4 separate regions of the Mus musculus genome follow, and regions 1, 3 and 4 are each linked to region 2. Evidence: chromatin contacts called from public HiChIP or PLAC-seq and promoter capture Hi-C data. All regions are on one chromosome and are shown on one strand. Each heading gives the region's core, a stretch centred on a gene start, on an enhancer-like site or on the middle of the called end of the contact. The rest is flanking DNA. Distances are from core to core; before and after follow the strand shown. Region 1 has its middle 59 kb from the start of Iqsec3. Region 2 holds the start of Phc1 (polyhomeotic 1). Region 3 holds the start of Iqsec3 (IQ motif and Sec7 domain 3). Region 4 holds the start of A2m (alpha-2-macroglobulin).

What was found. Promoter capture Hi-C pulls out the DNA fragments that hold promoters and counts their contacts. HiChIP or PLAC-seq counts read pairs in DNA pulled down with a chosen protein or histone mark.
Region 1: a contact with region 2 is called in an H3K4me3 HiChIP or PLAC-seq map of neural tube, with 5 times the contacts expected there. The contact joins the enhancer-like site here to the promoter of Phc1 in region 2. A contact is called at or near these places in 2 of 39 promoter capture datasets (the 3T3-L1 cell line and cranial neural crest), 1 of 484 Hi-C or Micro-C datasets (embryonic stem cells), 6 of 115 datasets of contacts at active chromatin or transcription factors (astrocytes, bone marrow-derived macrophages, embryonic stem cells and 2 more) and 1 of 9 other capture datasets (liver).
Region 3: a promoter capture Hi-C map of hippocampal neurons shows a contact between it and region 2, with 3 times the contacts expected there. The contact joins the promoter of Iqsec3 here to the promoter of Phc1 in region 2. A contact is called at or near these places in 2 of 39 promoter capture datasets (hippocampal neurons and liver) and 1 of 115 datasets of contacts at active chromatin or transcription factors (embryonic stem cells).
Region 4: a contact with region 2 is called in a promoter capture Hi-C map of embryonic stem cells, with 6 read pairs. The contact joins the promoter of A2m here to the promoter of Phc1 in region 2. A contact is called at or near these places in 10 of 39 promoter capture datasets (the 3T3-L1 cell line, 3T3-L1-derived adipocytes, cranial neural crest and 6 more), 3 of 115 datasets of contacts at active chromatin or transcription factors (embryonic limb bud and embryonic stem cells) and 1 of 9 other capture datasets (embryonic stem cells).

The regions. Positions count from the first base shown.
Region 1 is chr6:121,530,603-121,533,838 of GRCm38.p6, reverse strand. No RefSeq gene overlaps it. Among named protein-coding and RNA genes, the nearest start is that of Iqsec3, 59 kb to the right of the region's middle. Within about 2 kb of position 1,833, at least 8 of the 459 cell types and tissues checked have an H3K27ac peak or open chromatin away from gene starts, as enhancers often do. A contact at or near this core is called in neural tube, where this site is marked.
Region 2 is chr6:122,337,870-122,341,128 of GRCm38.p6, reverse strand. It overlaps Phc1 (polyhomeotic 1), which reads left to right and starts at 1,472. Exons shown (of 16, transcript NM_001355215.1): 1 at 1,472-1,531; 2 at 2,649-2,657. The coding sequence starts at 2,654.
Region 3 is chr6:121,472,326-121,475,518 of GRCm38.p6, reverse strand. Iqsec3 (IQ motif and Sec7 domain 3) reads left to right here and starts at 1,841. Exons shown (of 14, transcript NM_001033354.3): 1 at 1,841-2,494. The coding sequence starts at 1,956.
Region 4 is chr6:121,634,393-121,637,486 of GRCm38.p6, reverse strand. A2m (alpha-2-macroglobulin) reads right to left here and starts at 1,314. Exons shown (of 36, transcript NM_175628.3): 1 at 1,092-1,314. The coding sequence starts at 1,198.

The DNA.
Region 1 (3,236 bases), core at 584-3,083, 810 kb after region 2:
GATGGTAAGGCAGGAGGGGGAGGGACCTTGTACACCGCTGTTGAAATTGCAGATTAGTGAAGCTACGCGGAAACCCATAGGAAGCTTCCCCCCAAACTAAAGTAGAACTGCCTTGAGCCAGCTGTGCCTCTCCCGAGGCCATACGCAAGAGTCTAAGCCGGTATATCAGAGAGAGTCCTACAAACCTATGTTGCAACACAACTCACAAAAGGCAAGTCATAGAATCAGCATACAGGGTTTTATTCATCCACAAAGAATAAAATTATATCTTTTTCAAGAAAGTGGGTGAGACCAGCAGCAATCATTACATCGAGCAAAATAAGCCAGACTTTGGCAAATTTTGCTTGCTTTCTCTTATAAATGGGCTTAGGTTGCGTCTTGATTCTACCACTGTGTGCTTTGACTTACAAGTGCACTTTAGTTTCCTAGTGCAGACTGAGAGGCAGGAGACAGTACTGGCTGCCTCAGAGGGATGTCCCAGAAATGGGGTTTGCCTTAGATGGAAACTGCTCTCTTATATAACCCTTAGAAGGATCCACTGGAGACCCTTCACCTCTGGTTGCCTCATCCCCTGCCTCAGCTTGACCAGTCTCAAACTTATGCTCCCAAACCCACTTGGGCACTTTACCCATGTGCTGGAAGGATGCTGGATGGTGGCCCCACGCAGCTAATTCTTACCTAGCCTACCCTCCTGTACCCAGGTCTTGGGATAATAACAAAACAGGAAAATCTCAACACATGCAGCCCCAGAGATGTCCACTGAGTGGCGCTGCTGTACCATATCTCCCTGCCCTGCTCTTGTTTCAGGCTGTTCTGGTGATCCTCCTCCACCTGAGCTCACACTTCTCCCAAAGAAAGCCATTCCATAGTCCCAGATTTTAATGTAATGCCTTCTACTCCCGGTAATGCCTTCCTGCATCCAGTTCCAAGTTTTTCCCTCTTACAAATTTAAATTGTAGTATGTACGTTTTAGAAAATGTTATTTTCTTTATAGAAATCAGAGAATCAAATGGAAAAACAGATGGTAATTTCACACACAGAAGATTTGTCATTGTTATTATGTTTTATTTATCTTCCTATGCATCACCTTTACTTAAGAGTACGTTTTTTTTAATGCTATTATTATGTCATGCTATTATATTTTACACTCTTCCTTGTCTGCAAGTTTAGATTTATTCCACCGTGTCCCACTGTGATATATCCCAACTATCCAAGCGCATTTCACAGTCATTCTCATTTTGTTAGCAGTTTAGAACGTTGCTCCTTCTGCTTCTGTTGTTCATCATTCTATGATAACTGTGAACAGAGCGCTGCTGGGATTATTGTCTCCCTCTCCACGATGAAGAGTGCTGCATTGCTGTCAGGACTTTTGGACCCTCGGCCATGCTTCCTGGTCTCCATCCTCCTTATAGCTTTCTTCTCAGAGTACTAGGTTGCCCTTGATGCTGAAATCAGCTCAAACTTGGCTGGTAGGACCCCGCCCCCACTCCCTACCTCTGCCCCACCCCCACCCCAGCCAGCTTTAATAACACTGTGGATGGGTTCCCAGCTTCTTGGAATGCCCCTTTCTCATCTCCAGTGTAGGCCCACTCCCTTTCCAAGGTACTTCCTTGCCCTCCGTGGAGAAAATGTTCAGAAACATAGGTGACCTTGGCTCCTGGATTTACCGGGCATTTCGGTAGACAGGCCTGGGAAGTGCATATTCATAAGCACGCGTCTGTGTTGATATTTCTGAGTCAAATCCCAGAATTAATTCGACCTCGTCTTGCCTTTGTCTTGGCACAGCTGCGCGTAGACGGAGGATGTACACCTACTGATGAGGAAAGGATCTGGGACAGTCTGTTGCCAAGCAACCACGTGGCTTCTCACCACACTGACATTAAGGTGGTTGCTCTGCCCCTGCCCCACTACACTAAGTATAAATAAAAGTTACGACTGCTAACAACAACAAAAGCATCCTATGGAACTCATTTACCTCTTTCTCTTTTGTTCTTATAAGGTTAATAAAGCTATGAGCCAGGCAGTGGTGGCGCACGCCTTTAATCCCAGCACTTGGGAGGCAGAGACAAGCAGATTTCTGAGTTCGAGGCCAGCCTGGTCTACAGAGTGAGTTCCAGGACAGCTAGGGCTACACAGATAAACATTGTCAAGAAAGAAAGAAAGAGAGAGAGAGAGAGGGAGGGAGGGAGGAAAAGGTTATAAAGCTATGTAAAACCAGGATGCTGTCGTGCACTTGTGTTGTTAATCTGACACATGGCTAGGCATTAATTTGATGAGGGAGGGGCTTATTTTCAACTTCAGAGTTTCTTGTTTTCTGTAGGTTTAGTTCAGTTTTTCAAACATGTAAACATTCATAGGTTTCAAAAGTTAAATATATATTTAACATATATATTTATTTACATATATTATGTAATATTATTATGTAATAATTATATAATATATATTTAATACACACATATATGCATACATATATATACATATATGTATGCATACATATATATACATATATATGGAAGATACCTTCAGGGAAGCCTAGTGCCGCTGTCCCTCACAGACCATGGTTAGCCTCCAACTTCCGAGCACCTCCACGTGTACTTGCATATGCATGAAAAAGACTCTCCCAGGCTTTCTTCCATCTGTGAAGTTATCAGAAATCTAAAATTCTAATCCCTCTGGAAAACCTGTCATTCTTGGACTTTGTTGGTGGCTCCATGGCAGAATTTGACAGCCTTCGATGAGTTAGATATAGCTTTACTCTTGAACCCAGCAATCCTGAATCTAAAGTTCACCCAGAAGTTCCAACCCATAGATACCATCAACATGTACTCGGATTCTTCTTGGGAAGCTACTTGCTAGATAGGCAGGCTGTCCATCAAAGGTCGTGGGAGGCCTGAGCCCAGCTCCATCCACCAAAATGAGGAGACCAGGAGTAGTTAAGTGTGCTGGACAGAGGGACTGTCAGGACATGCAGGCAACCGATCACTAAGTGGTCAATGGTTCAGGGGTGACCAATGTCATAAAAAGGCAAAACAAAACCACTAGGGGAACAGGGCACTGGCTGTGTGGGCCCCAGGAACAAGATGTTGAAAGACAAATGGCATCTATTCTTGGAAAATCATTTCTTTGTCTTTTTCTTTTTTGGTCTTATGGAGTTATAAAGCTATCTTTGTCATTCTGAGGAACACTATTCACCTTAGAGAAAGGGTCTTATTGGCCCAGAGATCACCACTTAGGTA
Region 2 (3,259 bases), core at 223-2,722:
CCTCCTAAAGATCTTACTTTACGGAGATCTGGCTATACCAATTAAGAGAGGGAGTTGAAACAAACACAAATGCATCAATTTATAATGAGAATGCCTCTCCCCCCCCCCCCCCCCTTAAATACAAATTAATTACACCTGGGTTTTCAATCTAGAGTGGGCTCAAGAAAACAACTAATTATGGCTGAGGTTAGCAAAAGATACAAATCCCAGCTATTATCACAAGGTAACACCCTACGGCAGGTAAAAGGTTAAGGAGAGCAGCTGTCTTTGCTAACAATGCTCTGGTTTAAAAAAAAAAAAAGCTTCCAAGAGTGGCCAGCACACAGTAGGTGTTCTAAGAGCTCTGAGAGACTGAGAATAATTAAATCCTGTTAAATTTGTGTTGCAAATAAAACGGGCCTCCCCCACCATATGCTCAGCCTTCCCAAAGGCAGCACCATTGTTCATCTCTTTACACCCCGCCTTTTCCATTGTTTTGGGCGTTGTGATTCTTTCACGTGTGCGTGTGACTTAAAGAGATTCCGAAGCACACAATCAACCCTGACGTCACAGACTTAAGTATTATTCAAAGCAAGTTGCTTCAGGTTCCTGCTTTTTAATGAACTGCTGCTTCTAACGGGTTCAGTTTCTGTGCGGCGTTGTTTCCCGCCTTCTTGGAGTTGGGGCGAGGGATTAAACACTCAGCATTCTCTCGCCGTTCCCTCTATCTCAAAGTTTTTCTTTTCTCCTCTTCCCTTCCCTTTGCTCTATTTCCTTTCACAGGCCGTCGTTTCTCAAGGGTCTTTGCTCCGCTTCCTCCCTCTGTGCCTGCTGGTCCCTTTGATCCTTTCTTTCGAGCCCCTATTCCCAGAAGCTGCAGAAAATACCTTCTTTTTTTCCCCCCCTTTCACGTCACTTCCCTCCCCTCTCCCCATCTCCCTCTCTTCTCCGAGGTGAGTCCCCCTCTAGAGGCCAGCGCTTTCTTAGACGTCTGCTTTCAGACGGCGAGCGGAATTCGAAGAGAGAGAAGGGGGGAAGAAAGGAGGAGAAAGAGAGCCAGAGCCAGGGGGAGAAAAGAAAAAGAAAAACAAACAAAAAAAACCCCACTCGGGCCTAGAGCGCGGAGGCCGGGGAGCAGCGTCGCCATGGCAACGGGCGCCGACAGGAAGCGAGGGACGCGCGCGAGGGCGGGCGCGGGGAGGGGGCGGGCCGGAGGAGGGGTCGGCTGCCCCGGAAGCACCTCCCCGCAGCCCCCTCCCCGCCGGCCCGCGGCCCCCCGGCCTCGGCCCCCCACCCTCGCGGCGGGGCAGGAAGTGACAGGCCCGCGCGAGCCCCCGGCCTGGCGGAGCCGCGGCGCGGCCAGCACCCGGACGGCGGGAGGGGCGGGGAGCGGCGGCCGCGCCGGGCACCTCCCACCGCGCCTGGGCCCCCGCCCCTCCAGGAAGGGGAGGAGGCGGCGCGCCGCCGCCGAGGCCGAGCGACCCCCCCCCCCTCCCCCGCCCCTGAGGTGGACGCCCCCCGCGAGGACTCGGGTGCGGAGCCGGGCGCGAAGGTAACCGGGCGGCCGCGGGCCGGGGAGGGGCCGCATCCCGGGGTCTCGGCGGCGCGGGGATGTTTCCTCAGCCACCTCGGCGTGTGCAACGCCCAGGTACCTCCCCCAGCCGCGCTCCTGCCTCCCGCTCTGCTGCGCTTTGCGGTGCTTGGGTGCTGCGCGTCCCGGTCTTCGTGCTTTGCGCTCGCTGTGCTCGGTGCTGTCTGTCCGTCACCTCGTTGCCTCTGACCGCTTCTCATTCATTTCTCCCTTCCCCGACTTTGGTCCTTCCATCCGAGCATGCTGTCTGGTTATCTCCCTGCTTCTCGCGCTCCGCCGGGCTCCCCGATCTCCCAGTTCCTCGACTTCTGTGCCTCCCCTGCTTGGCTCCCTACTATTAGAATATACATTTCCCTGCTTACCAAGTCCGCTCGCTTCGGGCACAGCACTGTATCCACCCCTTTCTCCTGGTGTGTTTGATTTCTCTTTGGAAATGCATTTTTTTTTTTTTAATCACGCTTCTGTGAAGAACAAGAACCCCTGGGAGTCTTTCCGAGGCGCCCCTCAACCCTTGCTTCTCACTCCATTCTTACTGCAACAGAGTTTTATACTCAAGGGTATTGACTTCTTCCAACACCTGACCCAATAGGCCCAGTAGTATGTCTACCTCAATATTAATTTCTAGTTCCTTCCCATCGGTGTGCGTCTTCCCCAGTTGAGTCCTTAAACACACCCACACCCAAAAGGTGGGAACGTTTAGGGTGGCCTTTGACTCTTAGTTTTAATTTTTGATTGAGTTTGCCACCTAAACGGTGTGCTCTCTTCACTTTCTATACTGAATCTGGAACTCACAACATTCATTGAAAAATGAGGATTTTAAGATAGATTTGTGTGCCTGCGAGGTTTTTGATGGCAGTTTCCCTGGTGAAAAGACTTTAAAATTGGCCCTCTCTGTTTCATTATCTGGGGGAAATGAGGGGGTCATCGAATTGATGAACGTGTTTTATATAAGGCTCTATTGCAAGTAACAGGGTCTTACGTCTCTGAGTGCAGTGAGATAACTCCAGTAATCTGTACAACTGTGCCATGCTGCCTCTAATCCTTACCCACTTTTTTTCCTTCACATGCTGATATTGAGGATTCATGGGTCTGTATCTGTTTAGTGCTTTGATATTTTGGCAAAAGATGTGGGGAGAAAGGTAGACTGAAGTTGATAGAATACCCTCTCTGTACCTCTTTCATTTTATCCGTGTGTGGAGTGGCATTTGTTCGGTCCCAGAGTTAAGTGATGTAGAGATGCTGGGAAGAGAATCCAGAGAAAACTCCACTTCAGGGGCCAAGGTTGAGACTTTTGACTTTTGTTTACTTGTTTGGGATTAATTCCTGAGATAAATCCATTCATCTAATGAAACTAGAGATAGCCCCTAGCAGAAATTATGGTCGGACTTTTATATTCCCAAGCCAAATAGTACTTGGGAGACCTGATAGTTCTAGTACCTCAGTGTATCAAAAATAAAGAATACACAGTGTAAGTTTAACGAAAGAATGAAAACTAAGGAGTAAAATGATGTCATTTTCAGCCGCTTTAGAAGAGTGTTTCTGCTTGCTTCTCTTGTTTCTTTTCCTTTTTTTGATATGTATTTTTCTTTTAATTTATTTTTTGCTGGTTTTAATGTAGCTGCCAGAGGGTAAATTCTTACACTTTAGTAAAGTTGAATTTTACTCGTCTCAGTTAGAATGCTACTTACT
Region 3 (3,193 bases), core at 592-3,091, 870 kb after region 2:
ATTCCGAGGTTTATTTCTTTCTGAGAGTTAAGAGTTATTGTATAACTTGCTTGTGCAGATGCTGGACTGTGACTTCATGTGTGCATAGTGCTTTCTGCTGAAATAGTTATGTGGGGTTTTTCAGGAAAAATAATGAGTCTGAGGAAAATAATAAAAAGGCTTTTGATTATGTATCATTGTATAACAAGGAAGTGTGTAACCAATAAAGACTGCAGTGAACGAGAGAGAGAGAGAGAGAGAGAGAGAGAGAGAGAGAACCAAAAGCTGTCTCCGAGCTCAGCTTCAGAACAACAGTGAGTCACTTGTCAGCTTGCACCTGCAAAAAAAGAAAAAAGTGCTAAACAACAAAAATGTCCACCAACAGCATCAGCAAATAAAGGAAGAAAAAAAAAAAAACTATGCTATGTCTGTTGTTGATACCACTCCAAAATAAAAAAGAAATTAATGGTATTTGTAACGGAATGGAGGGACCACATACATATCAGACACAAGCAAGTATACATTATGTGACTTCGTTAATATTAGATTCCACAACAGGCAAAACTAATGTGTGTTTAGAGGAAGCAGATGAGTGCTTAGCTGGGGCTGGGGACAAGAAGTTGAACAGAGCAGAGGGGTGCTTATTACACGTAACAGTTTTTTTGTTTGTAGTGATGAGCGATCGGGTGTATACTGTCAAAATCCACGGAGCTGTGTAGTCAGAATGAGCGCACACTGTTGCATATGAATTATTACTCCAAATACCCTGAGACCTCATTTCTAGAGAAAAATCTAGCCCTAGCAGCCTTCCTGCCTTAATTTTCCTCCTGGCTGACCTAGTATAATGCTGCATCTAGTGGATGTTATGTGCAAAAACTGAAAAATTAACAGATAATTCCATGTTGATTCATGTCTCTGAGCTTCCAGGAAAACCCCTCCCTCCTCAAATGTTAATTCTTCCAAGAAGCATTCCGGAGATCCCCAGACTGGTGACTCCTACAACACTCTGATCACAGCTCTGTCTTACTCCCACCTTTCAAAATTAATTATTAAGTCTTTGATCCACTGCTTATAAGCTACAAGAAGCCAACAAATCCATCCTGGTAGTTTTTATTATATCATCTCCTAGTCCAGTATTTACTAATTGCATGTGCTTCCTAACTGTCAAAAAGAATGGTTGCTTCAGAAGGTTCTGGAAGCGGGAACCTCAGAGGTTCTATTTGGTTTCTGTTCCTGTCAGAGAGGTCCAAAGAGCCATGAGATCTCATTTCCAGAGAAAAATCCCTGCATGTGCAGCCTTCCTGCCTTAACTTACCCCCGCCAGAACTAAGCAACAGACACACGCCTTGTTCTCTAGGGTCTCATAACTGTTCACGGACATCCTACAGAGCAAATTGTTGAGCATCAAAAAGGCAGGTGTGTCTCCTCCCTAGAAGGTCTTAAAAATGGGCCCTGCCTCTGAGGTGCCTAGATACAGGAAAACGTGACTGTGACCTTTTAGAGCTGGGTGCCTGTACTTCTCTATGTCTTTGGCAGCTTCCTTTATTCTTCATCTTTCTCTGGCGGCTTCCTTTTTGTCTTAGTTCTATAGCACTTTCCCAGCGCTTCTGCTTGGGTTGGCTCTTCCTTCTTCCCTGGTAGGACTGATCTCCATCCTGGATTTTCATAGAGTATTTTGCTCGACCCAGCCTCTTCCCCTCTGCTCCCCATCCCCACCCGCCTCTCCTACGCCCCCGCGGGAAGCAGGGTTCCTCACGAAGCCCAGAGGTGGGAGGTGGGCCCTGGCGCCGGTCCGCCCCTCAGTGCGTGTGCGAATGCCTGTGTGGCGGTGACGCGCAGGCGACGGCGGGAAGGGGAGGGAGAGAGAGGGAGGGAGGCCACCGACCGCCAGAGCTGCTGGGCTGCTGGGCTCCTGCGCGCTCACGCTCCCCGCCGCCCGCCTAGGCGCAGGCAGGGCGCAGGCGGCGGCGGGCGGCATGGAGAGCCTGCTGGAGAACCCGGTGCGCGCCGTGCTCTACCTCAAGGAGCTCACGGCCATCGTGCAGAACCAGCAAAGCCTCATCCATACCCAGCGCCAGCGCATCGATGAGCTGGAGCGGCGTCTAGACGAGCTGAGCGCGGAGAACCGCAGCCTGTGGGAACACCAGCAGTTGCTGCAAGCCCAGCCTCCGCCTGGGCTGGTTCCCCCGCCGCCGTCTGCCCCACTGCCTGCTCCTGCAGTCACTGCTCCGGCCGCCGCTGCGGCCCAGGAACCGCTTCAGGACCACGGACAGCTCATACCCGCTTCACCGGAGCCGCCGCTTCAGCACCACGGTCAGCTCCTGGCGCAGCCCCAACCTGCACCCAGCAGCAGGGTTCAGACTCCTCAGTCGCCCCACCAGCACCCGGTGGCACCCGGGGCCATAGCTGACAAGGAGAAGGAGCGTCCCTCGAGTTGTTGTGCTGCCGCGGGAGCCCTGCTTCAACACGCATCCCCCGCCGCCCTCGGCAAGGGCGTCCTGAGCAGGAGACCCGAGTGAGTGGGGACAAGGAGGTGGGAGAAGCAAGTGGGTGTGAGGAAATGGGAAATCTGTGTGTAAGAGTGAAGGACTTGAGCACTGTGAAGTGAAGCGGGCAAAAATGCCTTGGGTAAAAAAATGTGTCAAGGAGAGTCCCGCAAAGGAGGGCTTGAGATCCGCGTTGGAAGGTCTGTGGTGGTTGGAGCCAAAGGAAGTATTTGGACCATCTTTGGAGCAAAAAATGAGAGGAATGGGCTTTAACTGGTTGGGGATAATGATAACTTCCAGAAATTAAGGGAGATAAAATTGGGAGGAAGTTGGGGGCAAAAAAATTAAGCCAAAGCAGGGGACCATTGAAGGATTTAAGCTAGGAAAAATTCGGAAGTGAGTTTGCATAGTACAACTGTTTAAATAAAGAGTGAGACACCAAAACAGACTTGATCAGGAAGTTTAAGCGCTTTATAGGGGCTGGGGTCCAGCAGCAAGGATTAGAGTGGGTAGGATAAAGCAAAGGACAGGAGGTGGGGGGGGAACGGGAACAGGCAGGGGAGCTGGATACAGGAAGATGAATGGTGGGAGACAGCGCTGCCCAGGGGAAGGAGCTGGCTCTTTATCTGATGCAGTGGGAGTCAGAGCCAGGAGTGGCTCACTTGGGAAAGCTTTCTCCCTTCTGACCCAAGTGAACATCTTTATGCTGAGCCTCTATAGTGCCAAGG
Region 4 (3,094 bases), core at 65-2,564, 700 kb after region 2:
AATAAAATAATAAATAAATAAATAAATAAATAAATAAATAAAATGTGTAGGTTCTTTTTGTAATGCTCAAAAATTCTAATTTCTGTGCCACTTACTATCCAGAAGTTTATACTATGATTTCCTTATGCTTAAAAATATCTCATGATCAACTATCATTTTTATTAACATATATGTGTTATATATATATGTTAATATTAATATAAATATGAAATATTACCTGTGGGTATATAAATTTAACAGTAACTCTTCCTTTATATGTGTGACCATAAATTTGTAAGTGTTAAATGTTTTCTTATGATTGGATTATTTTCAGAAGTCCTAGTACATAACTTACTAAAAAATATATTCATGATTCATACATTTATATTGAGAATTGTGTGCTCTCTTCTTCCACCGTGGTGCTCTCACCTTTAGCTGGATATTCCCCATTAAACAAGTAACATTTGTCTTATGTGTAAATAGAAGCCCTAAGAAAAAGTTCCCAATAACTATGTCTTTGTCACTGTTTCTTGTACATCTTCTTGTATGACCTGCTCTGTCTGTCTATCTGTCTCTCTACATTCCTTGGTTCGTTTCTTTGGAGCACAGATTTCATCGCTAGCTGATTTGCACAATAGTTTTTTTGGTTTTGGGGTTGTTGTTGTTGTTGGGGGTTTTTTTGTTTTGTTTTGTTTTGTTTTGTTTTGTTTTTTCCTGTAACAAAAGTCGTTTACATTTTCAGCATCAACATCAACCTTTGAAATCATTCCTAGAGATTTTGAAAAGAAAAAAATCTTTGTTTTATCAAACGCCCTGAGGAATGTAAAGGAAAAAGCAAGGGCAAAGTCTCAGCAGAGCCACAGGAGGTCCTGAAGACAAGAGTACCTACAAAGGTTCTGTGTGTCACCGGGGAGTTTGGATATTCCGAAATCCAGAGAGCTAAAGAGAAATGATTAAAACTGAGATGAGGAGGAATAATGAGTGAGGAGGATTTGTACAAATCTCGGCGCTCTAAGGAACCTAGGAGATGAGAAAGAAGGTCACGGTTTTGTAAGAAAGAAACGAGTAAACAGAAGCCTTAAATTCAAGTTTCTGGCGTTCGGTGGACTCACGGTTTCTGTGGTGCTGAGGCATTTGTGGGCAGCAGCAGCAACAGCAGCAGCAGCAGCGGTGGCGGCAGCGGCAGCAGGGCCAGGCTTGGGAGCCAGCGCTTCCCCATGCTGCAGAGAGGACTGGAGACCTGGCTGCCTTGCACCCTGCTCCCCGCCAGAGATCTGGTCCTGAACGTGCTGAGGAGCAGCTAGGCTTTATGCAAACAGCGGGTTCCACCCACACGAGTTCTCTGAACAAAGCTGAGGTTTTTTGAACATTCTCTGAAGGGGTCATTGATGGCCTAGTTACTGCCAAGGTTAATTCCTGACCCGTTAGCCGGAATTCCCAGAAGGATTAAGCACTTTCCTGTTACTGCTCACTTTTTCTCCGTTGTACAATAAAGTTGATAATCGCCTTCTCCTCCCCCACAGCCACTTATTGATGCTCTGGGCTCCTGTCTGGAGAGTTGGCAAGCAGGCTGCAGCTTAAGCAGTACTGGAGAGGTTTGAATAATTCAAGTGTGCCAGCAAGTTCTGAGCCACAGAAGGTCTGTCTGTCTTTCACGCAAAGCCCATGTTTAGCTCCCTTCCATGAAAGGAATTTTGAACCAAACTAGGAAGTAGGTATTGACTTTAGAGGTATTGTTATACATTAGATTGACTGAAAATGAAGTATCAGGGCCAGGAGAAATGACTGTTTTGTAAGTTTCCTAATGCTTACCTATAATCCAGGTGCTGGAGAACAGGAGATAGGAGGGTCCTGGGCTTGCTGTCTACCCTAAACAGTGAATTTCTAAATCCCAGGATATCACCGCATGGGCCTTAACCTTCACATACACTCATTCCAGTTTAAGGTGAAAAGTAACCAGTATCAGAAACCCCACTTTACTGTGCCTAACAAAGATCCCAGCTGCCTTTGCCATCCACTCAACAAATGCTTTTGTGCAACACTCCCCTCTCTAGTCTCTGGAATTGTCCTGGAGGCAATTTCATTGATTCATGCATCCATCTACTTGTTCTTGCAGCTTCTTGGTTATTTATAACCATTTATTGATCCTCCTTGGCTAGAACCTAGCGATAGAATGTCAGATAAGTAGAAGTAAGAATCCGTAAAAGTTCTATGACGTAGGGCAGGTGATAGGACGGCTTTTAAAAGCGAGTACAGTAACCAACCATTATCATTAGAGAAGTTGAAGTCTCCTCGAAGGCAGGTGCGAGGGACACATAGCCTGTTATGGGCTCCTGGAAACAACTCGGAAGGAAGCAGAAATCTAAAGTAAGCTGTGAGTTCTGAGTGGTGGTTAGACAGAGAAGGAGATGAGCAAGGGGCATTCTAATCCTTAAAATGACACACATATTCAGTAGTAATGAAGCTCTTAAGGAAATGAGATTTCTTTGTCCTGAAGGAAAAGCTTAACTATTTAGGAGGGTGGTCAAGGGAGTTGGCTTTAAATCAGAGAAGATCTTTGGCAAAATACTTAAGCTCACATCTGATCCTTGAAGAGATCAATCTTACTGAAATATAGAGAGGTGACAAAGGAAATAATCCAGAAGACGGGAGAATGGGTGGGTGACAAGCGGGTGATACCCGGACATTCACCGTGGACGTGGAAGGGGGCTACAGAGTGGCAGCGTCTTTGAGAGAGAAGATTATAGGGAATAAAAACGTGTTTGTTTTAATTTCCCAGCTGGTCAGTAACTGAGTAAGACGAGAAACAGACAGGCAGGAGCAGAGGCAAGGACAGAGGGCTGGGCCGAGAGAACGCACAGTTTTAGACCGTGCTTGTGACCTATCCATGTACGCTGTTCCTGGTAAGTGTGTTCTAGGAGTGAAGTCTGCACCCTGACTTTGTGTGTCACTGCTCCTGTGAATCATGGCCACATTCAGCTATCGATGTCCTGGGTCGTAACTCAAAATTGGGATTATGTTGTTTCTTTGTGGACAGAATCTTGAAAACAGGCAGGATTTCTTGTAGGTTAAAGTTAAGTTGCCTGAATATGTGAAGTGCTTAGATTCACCTGCT